3 separate regions of the Zea mays genome follow, and regions 1 and 2 are each linked to region 3. Evidence: chromatin contacts called from public Hi-C data. All regions are on one chromosome and are shown on one strand. The core of a region is the stretch at or near the end of the contact, and the rest is flanking DNA. Distances in the headings are between cores, read along the strand shown. Region 1 holds the start of LOC100273248 (genomes uncoupled4-like protein). Region 2 holds the start of LOC542346 (crinkly 4). Region 3 holds the start of LOC103640761 (pentatricopeptide repeat-containing protein At1g22960, mitochondrial).

The links. Hi-C and Micro-C count contacts between places; a contact is called where the count stands out from the background.
Region 1: a contact with region 3 is called in a Hi-C map of bundle sheath, with 4 times the contacts expected there. The contact joins the promoter of LOC100273248 here to the promoter of LOC103640761 in region 3. A contact is called at or near these places in 3 of 25 Hi-C or Micro-C datasets (bundle sheath, ear and leaf).
Region 2: a contact with region 3 is called in a Hi-C map of leaf, with 5 times the contacts expected there. The contact joins the promoter of LOC542346 here to the promoter of LOC103640761 in region 3. A contact is called at or near these places in 2 of 25 Hi-C or Micro-C datasets (ear and leaf).

Annotation. Positions count from the first base shown.
Region 1 is chr10:5,216,612-5,219,889 of Zm-B73-REFERENCE-NAM-5.0, reverse strand. LOC100273248 (genomes uncoupled4-like protein) reads right to left here and starts at 1,624. Exons shown (of 1, transcript NM_001147690.1): 1 at 479-1,624. The coding sequence starts at 1,479. The coding sequence ends at 664. LOC100275960 reads left to right here. Exons shown (of 12, transcript NM_001149875.2): 11 at 1-70; 12 at 155-548. The coding sequence ends at 30.
Region 2 is chr10:5,165,527-5,168,796 of Zm-B73-REFERENCE-NAM-5.0, reverse strand. It overlaps LOC542346 (crinkly 4), which reads right to left and starts at 1,899. Exons shown (of 3, transcript NM_001348726.1): 1 at 1,735-1,899; 2 at 1,377-1,551; 3 at 1-1,238. The coding sequence starts at 1,180.
Region 3 is chr10:5,036,576-5,039,581 of Zm-B73-REFERENCE-NAM-5.0, reverse strand. It overlaps LOC103640761 (pentatricopeptide repeat-containing protein At1g22960, mitochondrial), which reads left to right and starts at 1,255. Exons shown (of 2, transcript XM_008664247.3): 1 at 1,255-3,006. The coding sequence starts at 1,648.

The DNA.
Region 1 (3,278 bases), core at 375-2,874, 180 kb before region 3:
CATACCCGGCGGCTCTGTCCATGCGCCTGAGAAGGGGAAATGAATGTGACACTCATAAGACAGCAGAGGGGTAGTTTTCTCTGAAAAACTTTCTACCATGTTTTAGGTTCATTTAATTGCCAACTGCCAAGATGTGGACAACGTTGGTTTGCAGCTTGCTCACTCGACAGGAAACAAGTGGAGGCGATAAGCTGATAACCGATGGTTCTCCATCACACCCCCATGACGAACAACCTCTCCACGCACCGGTTGCGGGTTTCCTCAACAAGAACGCCCTACTCTCCTCCTGTTTCTGGGAAGGATTATGGATGCAAAATGAAATGGAGTGCCTGCAAAGATCTGCTCCGGTTCTTGAGAAGCGTCGTGGATGCAGAAGGAGATGCAATACCTTTCAAATCCTTGCATGGTATCTGGTAGGATTTTGCATGCTGAATGAAAATGCACGCAGGCGATTCCACGAGCCTTTCATGCATGTTTTGAGACACCTGAACCAATTATATATATTCGTAATATATTGCACAAGCTTCCATGCATGTTTTAAGACAAAAGTAACCCAAACAGAACTACGGATACATGATCTTTTAAATCAATTACACCATGCCAGCATCTCTGCACCACAAACTCCCATGCCCCTTTTTTTTTGGTTTCCTTCGCCAGCCTGAATCAAAAAGAATAATCAGGCTTGAAATCTCTCATGGACCTGGGTCTCTCCCTCCCTTTGTTATCATCTTTGGTGTTTGCACTCTCTTCTGCAGCAGCAGCTCCGTCTCCCTGGTCCTCCTCCTGGAAGGCCGGGTGGGTGAGGATGTTCGCCAGGAGCTGCGTGCCCCTGAGGGCGTTGGTGAGCGGCAGGTGTCCCTCGGGCGTGTCGTCCGTCAACTCCCACAAGAACTCGTCGGGGAAGGCCCTGTAGTTGTACTGCTCCACCTCCGTGTCCAGCTTCCTCATCCAGCCGACCCGGATGAAGAAGCGGGTGAAGTCGCGCCGCGACTTCTCCCAGAGCCGCCGCTGCACGCTGTACCCGAACCTGCCGCCGCTGTGCTCCTTCCAGAGCCCGTCGATGGCGGCGAGGTCCTCGGCCGGGATGAACTGGACCTCGGAGAAGAAGACGTACCCTCGGCGCCTCGCGGGCTCGCCGGCGAGGTCGATGATCAGCGCCCGCGTGGTCTCGTCCGCCTGCCGGTAGTCGCCCGCGGCGAGCTGGCGGCGGAGGAGGTCGAGAGAGGGGCCTTCTTCTTCTTCTTCGTCCCCTGCCGCTGGTGCAGATGCCGGGGCAACTGGAGTCGGAGCTGACGAATTGGTGGCTGAGGCTGCTGTCACCGAGGGGGAGGTTTTGGTGTAGAGCCTGAAGGAAATGCTGCCGCTGGTGTTGGTGGAGAGCTTGTGCACGGCGGACGCGGAGCCGTCACGGCTGCCGCCGGCGCCGGCGAAAGAATGGTCGTGCGGGAGAAGGAAGGATTGCAGAGAAGCGTTTGCCATGGGTGGCAGGAGGACGCAGCTGAGCTGAGAGCCTGAGACTGAGAATGGAGGGGAGGGAGACGATGATAAAGGAGCGAGTGGATGGGGTTTAGTGCTGCGAGAGCTGAGCTGGGTGGTGGTCGTCGTGTGGTGTGGAGAATTGAGGCCGTCGTGTTGCCTTTGTGTGTGTGTGTGTTCTTGTGACAGTCCACCTTTGTGGGTGTCGTGTGCCAAGTCCTGGCCTCGATGGCTGTGGGAGATTTTGGGCGGTGGTTTTTTAGGGGGCCCATTCTGGGCGAGAATACGAAGGTGGGGCTGTGATTGGTGGGTTCTGGGTGAGATGAGGATACTGGCTATGGCAAACAATCCAAACACCAACGGAGATAGGGTCTGTTTCGTTTAGCTTCTTTTCTTGACGATTTCTGAAAATCTGACCGTTAGAAAAAACCTGAGTATCATAAGGATTATGTGCAAGGTAAGATAAAGTGATTTATAGGGTTTAGGATCTAAAAAGTGATGTGTTTTCCCTATCACGACGACTCGATTGATTCTGCGTTCATGGTTTATTTTAGATGATTTTCACTAATGGACTGTTTGGATCCATTTATTTTGAAGGAATTGGAATTTACTCAAATAATAGGTTATTTCGTTTGAAATTTGGCATTCTACCATTTTCTAAAATTTAGATATAAGTATATCCCAAATTCTTAGGACAAGAGCTAGAAATTGATTCTATGTATCGTTAGTCCATGTTTCTACTCTACAACTTATGACACGCTTGGCTCGCTTTCCTATACAAACATAGCACATAAATATCTTATGTTCGGTATATTTTATGAACCTAATTTTCTAGGTAGATATAAGTTAAATTAATTTTGATTTTGGTGTACAGGCAATTTATTTAGATAGTATCTACCGTCGATTTATACGTGTATATGTTCGTGCATGTATTTTATGATTATATGTTGGTGCATGTGTTTTATGAGTAGGTTATATTGTTAATTATTATGTTTAGTTTTAACGTAGGTTAAATTTAGTTGGTATAAAGGTTTTATTTTTGTTATTTTAATGCTTAGTTTGAATAGTTATTTAGTTTAGGTTGTAGTATTAGGCAAAGAGACTTATTTCCTTATGATTCTTTGTTTTGATAGATATAAGACATGTGGCGTGAGAAGTGATAAAATGGTTTTTTATGGAGATATATACTCGAACGTGTCTTGTAAGGACGGCAGGACGCACCGTCTCTCCTGAGTTATAGGTACCTAATTATGACTGTGGTAAACCAATCTATGTGTTTTAATTGAGGCATCTAGATACAACGTATGTTTTTTACACATACGATGGTTTTAATGTAAGTAATTGTTTGTAAATGTTTTTTTGTTGTTCCTTGATGTGTTATTAAAGAATGATAGTCCTGACAAGTTTGAACCAATAAACCTCCTTTACGACCACTTAGGGTTTGTTTGATTCTACCCCAATTCATATGGATTGAGAGGGATTGAGGGGGTTTCAATCCCTAGTAAGTCAAAATCTCTCTCAATCTGTATCAATCCCCTACAATCCATATGGATTGAAAATAACCGAACAAGCCCTTATGGAGAGGGAGAAGACCACACCAGCGCTTGAAGAGGTAGATCCACCTCCATCAACCCTTCATTAATGACGAATGAGAAGTCCAAAGCCACTAATGAATGACTTGAGAACCCTCCTCTGTGTAATTGCAGAGATCCAACTATCTATGTACTTAGGGGGTTGATAGATTTCGATTGTGGTAACTGATAGTCGCCTAGAGGGGGGGTGAATAGGGCGAAACTGAAATT
Region 2 (3,270 bases), core at 650-3,149, 130 kb before region 3:
AATCAAACTGGCAAACACGGTCAGCTGTTGCATTGCAAGGAGATGACTCATACAAGCCTTCCGGGCAACCTGTACTACAGGGCAAGCAGAGTCTAGAGTTTGCAGGCTTACACACCTTGATGCTGCCAACTTCACCATGGTTCACATATTCATAGTACCCATGGCTGCATGCAGTAGGTACACAAATCCCAGGAGGTACGGCCATGGGTAATGCCAATGGCCCACTGTTGCCCCAGCACCTCGGCATCAGCGAAGTCTCAGCAGGCACTCCACAAGTGAAGTAATCCCCAGCCACAAGAGCATACATCTTCAGCCCTTTTGGTGGCGATGTACTGTTATGAAGAGTGAAGCCCCAGCAAGCCACTTGGTGGTCAAGGCTCCTGATGCCACAAGCATGGAACCGCCCGCCAACCACAGTGCTCATTGCATCCATCGGCACTATGTTCACATCACCATCACCGATAGCACTGGATGGCACCACCTGCTGCATCTCCAAGCTCCTGCCCCAGCAGAACACCTGTGCATTCTCCAACACCCCACAGACATGGTAACCGCCCGCGCCTATAGACTGAAAGTGCAGATCCCTCGGTGCCAGCCCAACGACACCACTCACCGTCTCGTCGCCCCAGCAGAACACCGTCCTGTTCCGAGCAAACAAGCCACAATTGAACACCGAACCAGCTGAAACAGTCGACACGGCTTCATCAACAGCATGTGTGGCGGTCATATTGTATCCCCAGCAGTCAATCAGCGATGTAGCAGCACTGGAACCACGACCCCCATCTTGAGCAGCTCTCAGTGCGCAGAGGTGGTTGTCCCCCGCACTGAGCTCAGAGTACCTTGCGCCCTCAACCATCGGCTGTGGCACCCCGCTCTTGACATAGGAGTTGCTACCCCAGCAGTATGGCTGCCTGGTGTCGAGCAGGAGGCCACACACGAACCCATCCCCTGCCGTGAGGCCAAGGAAAGGGATGTTGGGTGGTGCGCCGTACAGGACAGATGCATCAGCACCGAAGCAGGCGACGAGGTGGGAGCCGTCGGAGTTGAGGCCACAGAACACCGGACCATCCTCCCCATAGGACACCGCAATGGACGACATGGAGCCAAGGCCACAGGCCCAGCCAGGCAGCAGGGCCAGGAAGCAGCACCCGGCAAGAACTAGAGCCGGCACATGGTCCATGTCTTGAAACTTGGGGCCGTCACGACCACAGGAAGGGGGGCTAATTCCGAGAAGATTCCTGCATGTATTTTAGCTTTTGTTAGCACCAGACGACCAGCAGGCATCGGATGAGTCCTATTCTACTAAACTAAACTAAAAAACTATCTCAGAACCAGTCTTATTATAGGTAAAGAAACAAGAGTCAAAAAGTGAGAACCTTTATGCTGCGAGCATGCCAGTAAGCACGAAACGGGGGTCGGCGGGCGGAGTGGCCAGTCAGTCACCCTCGCTGCGCAGCATTTCACCAGGCCCCTGATCTGTTGGTTTCCTCCCCAGCATTTGATGAACAGCAGCGCACCGATTTGCTGCCCCTCTTCCTTTTCCTTTGTCACCTACAAGGGGTAATTTTTGCAAAAACAACAAAATAAAAAACGAAGTTAGCAGGCACAATACATGTGTACACTCGCAGTTAGATCAGATCCGGTTATAAATTGCCGAGTAGCATTAGGTTAGGGTTTGGGTGCTCGGATTCGCGCAGCAGGAAAAGCAGAGAAGTGAAGGGGCGGGGCGCGTACCTGGTGGTGAGTGCCCGTCGCCGGCGAACGGCCGGACAAAGCACTGGGCACACAGTGGAGAGGCGGCGGTGGCAGCGGCGGTCGCCCTGTCGTCGCCACGAACGAGGTGGAGGGGGAGAGAGAGTGAGACGGGAGAGCGTACGCAGGGCGAAGTGGAGAAGACACAGCGAGCAGGGGTGAAGGCTGCCTGTCCGGGGCTGTTGGGCAATAAGAGCATGTCCAACGGTGGCCGCGACTGAGATGTTAATGGGTCCGGATCCTCCGTTTTCCATAGAGAATTCTTTTATCATAGAATAAGAAATAAAAAATTAATTTTCCTTATGAGGAGACAAACGGGGAATCCCCCCCCCCCCCCCCATACACGTGAATATGAACCGTGTAACAATGTTTTCTACAATAGTTAATGATAAAACAAATAATTACTTTATCAAAAATCGCTAATTATATAAATATATATTATTTTAATATACACATGGTAATTTTTTATATCTGATAAGATATATATATGTGATAATGCTTTGTATTAATAATAAATGATTAAGTTCTGTTTGGATCCTCGCGGCTAATTGATTGTCAGTGGCTAACAATTAGTCACCAGATAATTAGCTAGCAATAATTATCCAGTGTATGTTTAGAGTCTTGGCTAATAGATGTTTTTTTCTATTTACACGTTCTATTAGCACATATTGCAAGGTCAAATGGCTAATAGACAAAAAGTTTGCGAGCCCTCCGGCTAACAATTAGTCAATTTATTAACAAGTCTATTTGGAGGCTAAGGTGCTAAAATTAGATAATTTGCCACAGGAATCCAAACAGGGCCTATGTGAGGTTAGGGATCCCCATCGGAGATTTATCTCAATGGAGCATGGATAGTGATGGGTGTTGACGCCGATCTGGGCGCCAAACATTGGAACAAACCACTTGTCGGTGCTCTCTGCGGAGGTGCAAACGGCCCGCGGCACAAGGCCGGACGGTCCATGACCTGGGCGCAGAAGTGAATCCTTCTTTGCACGCTTTCGGAGGGTCTTCTTCTCCGCGAAGAACCCTAAAACTCCCCCCCGAGAGAGATCTCGTCGAGGGGGAGAGTTCCAAGGCGTTGCTCCGGGTCGGCAGGTCGCCCGATGCGTTTCTAATCGGTGTAGAGTCAAAGAGAGATTGTTGTTGAAGACTAAAGTAGATCTAAATATAAGGCTAGATTACTCCTCCTAGTATTTGGAACTAAAAGAACGATACAAATAAAGTAAAATTGATAAGTAGATTTGATTGGATCGATTATGGGGGTTCAATCGGTCGTACCCCTTCATTTATATAAAGGGTGGAGGTCTGGACCCGTTACAAGTTGGTTATCGAGTTAATCTCACAGGTTTTGCTAACAAATCTCGCTAGAAATCTGGAACCCTAACTGATTCTGTGCACACGTGAACCGTCTGCGTCACCCTCGCGGACCGTTTGGACCGCGGACTGTCCGGCCTATAGGGCCGGACCGTCTCGTATGATATTTTTGGTGCTCAACATATCCCCCTTGCCTTTTGGTGG
Region 3 (3,006 bases), core at 6-2,505:
GGTAACACCCGAATTTGGAGAGTGATATAGAAAGAAGAAGAAAAAAAATCCAACTCGAAATTCGGGGCGTTACACGAATCAACAAGGAGGGAACAAAGGCCGACGCTGCCAGCCCGTGGCGGTCGCGATAAGACACAACATCACCAAGCCACGTTCGAACAGTACATACAGTACCAAAAGGTCTCTGGCAGACACGACGAAACACCCCCTCGTGCGCCCACGGATATACCCTCACAAACTCGTGGGGCCAGTCAACCCCGGTCATAAGGGCCTTAGCGTCGGAGTCTCTACAGTGACCCGCATACTCGAAAGAATGCAACAGGTACACCATACCGGGGTGTATGTCTACTCATGCGAGAGGGTGACACAGGCTCATGATGACAGGCAGAACCGCGCCACGCACGACCGCTCCGTGGGATTGACCTTAGGGACCCCTGTGCACTACAATAGAGGTGTCAACAACGGGCGAGCGAGACGATACACCATACCAAGAGTACGGCTACACATGACTCCACTGTAAGGTCCAACCCTTGAACTATAAAAGAGACGGACCCTCTTTTCTCTAAGCACACTAGCACACCTGCTATAACATGTCTTAAAGCAATACTATGATCAATACTACACTGGACTAGGATGAAAGTCTGAACCAATATAACCCCAATGTCTTAGTTTCTTGCTCGAATCCCCGTGATCCACCATTCGGATTGAGTCCGTGCTTGCAGCCCATACCGAACACAAATTTATTGTCCCCCGATTTCTGAAACCATGACAATAAGTTTATCTTGTTGTTTAGTTCTCGTGTATAATTAATTTTATAGTTAGATTATATTAAATACTCCTAATTATTATTAAAAACATTCGATGTAACAAGGATTAAACTTCACTTTCTGGATCAAACACCCCTATATTTATAGCAAGTATAAATGCAAAATGCATTGAGTTTGTTGCGACGAGATTTGAGCTCTCATTTTTTTCTACTAAATTGAATACGATATCTAGAAAGTGCTTATTTCATTACTAGATCATTTTTCAGCTTCTCTGAATTTATGGAAAGCAATGAGCGCCTCTTTTTGGTTGTAGTTTAGACATCCGAGCACCAAACATCCTTGGGTTCATTGTATATTTATTTGTACTTGCATATTATCACCACGATCGAACAGTACTAGCATTTGAACTTTCAATTTGGTCAGCGATCCAGCGTGTGTGGAGCACTGAATCTAAGGCAAGATTCTTGCACGCATCTTGATTCATCAAAATGAACGGTGCAGATGTCGTGTGCACCTCCAGCGCCAGCGCTGCTCTGGTAAACGTGGACGTGGCCTTGGTTTCCTCCGATCCCTCTTTCCAACCCGCCGCGCCTTCTCTGTCTCACCAGTCACCAGCCGCCGCCGCCGCCGCCGCCTACTAGGCATCATCGCCGTCTACGGCGGCTCAGCCGCTGCTTCTTGGGCATCTCAGTCAAGGCCGCCCTCCGGCCGCCCTTCACTCCAGGTCGGGGGCCGCAGCCTGGGGGGCGCGCGCCCTCGACCCCATACGGGCGCCGGAATCTAGTGGATGCGTCGCAGCCGTCGCCACAGACTCCTTCTCGCCGCTGCCGCGCCATCATTCATGGCGAGGCATCGCCGGGCGGTACCAGAATCATAATCCATGCCATTCAACATCCCACACTGCAAATCACAAGCTCCTGTATCCTACGCCGTAGCAGCTGTTTCCAGCATCCGCTTCTCCTCTTCCTCCTCCCTGCCGGCGCTGGTTCCGCCGCCTCCGCGCCTGCACGAGGAGAACCCGTTCGCCGCGCTCCTCGCCTCGGACCCCCCACCGCCGGAGCCTCTCCGCCAGGTGCTCGCCACGGGCGACGTCCACTCCGCGCTCCGCGGCCTCCCGGGCCTTGCGCACCAGCTGTTCCGGTGGGCGGAGACCACCCCGTGTGGCTTCCCCCGCTCCGCCTCCGCGTTCGCCGCCGTCCTCGTCCCGCTCGCCCGAGCCAACCACATCCGGGTCGCCTATCCAGTCTCCCTCCGCGCCCTGCACCTCGGCCTCCTCCTCCCCCTCGTGTCCCTCCTGTTATCCGGCCCCCTCGCTCCCGCCCCTCTGTCACTATTGAACCTCCTCTTAAGCTTGTCCACCAAATACTCCAAGGAATGCAAAGCCCGTGACGCCACGCCCGACACATGTTCGACGTTGTGCCTGTCCGCCTTCCGCGAGATGGCAAGCCACGGGGTGGCCCCTGACGTTAAAGACTGCAACAAGGTGCTCCGTGTATTGCGTGATGCGGCCAGGTGGGACGACATGTCTGCTGTGCATGCGGAGATGCTCCAGCTCGGGATTGAGCCAAGTATTGTCACATACAATACTTTGCTGGATTCTTTCTCGAAGGAGGGAAGGAAGGACAAGATTGACATGCTGCTGAAGGAGATGGAGGCCCGGGGGAGCAGTTGCTTGCCGAACGATGTTACTTATAATGTGGTGATTGCTGGGTTGGCTAGGAAAGGTTATCTCGAGGAGGCCGCGGAGCTGGTTGAGGAAATGCGGCTGTCCAAGAAGGCTTCGTCCTTCACTTATAACCCACTTATCACTGGGTTGCTTGCAAGGGGCTTTGTCAAAAAGGTTGATGATTTGCAGCTGGAGATGGAGAATGAGGGCATTATGCCTACAGTAGTGACGTACAATGCAATGATCCATGGACTGCTTCAAAGTGGGCAGATAGAGGCTGCACAGGCGAAGTTTGTGGAAATGAGGGCGATGGGCTTGCTACCAGATGTGATCACCTACAATTCTTTGCTAAATGGGTATTGTAAGGCAGGTAATCAGAAAGAGGCTCTTTTGTTGTTTGGCGATTTGAGGCGTGCAGGGTTAGCACCAACAGTTTTGACATATAACATTCTTATAGATGGTTATTGTAGATTAGGTGATTTAGAGGAAGCCAGGAGATTGAAAGAGGAAATGGTAGAGCAGGGTTGTTTGCCTGATGTTTATACCTATACAATTCTCATGAAGGGTTCACAT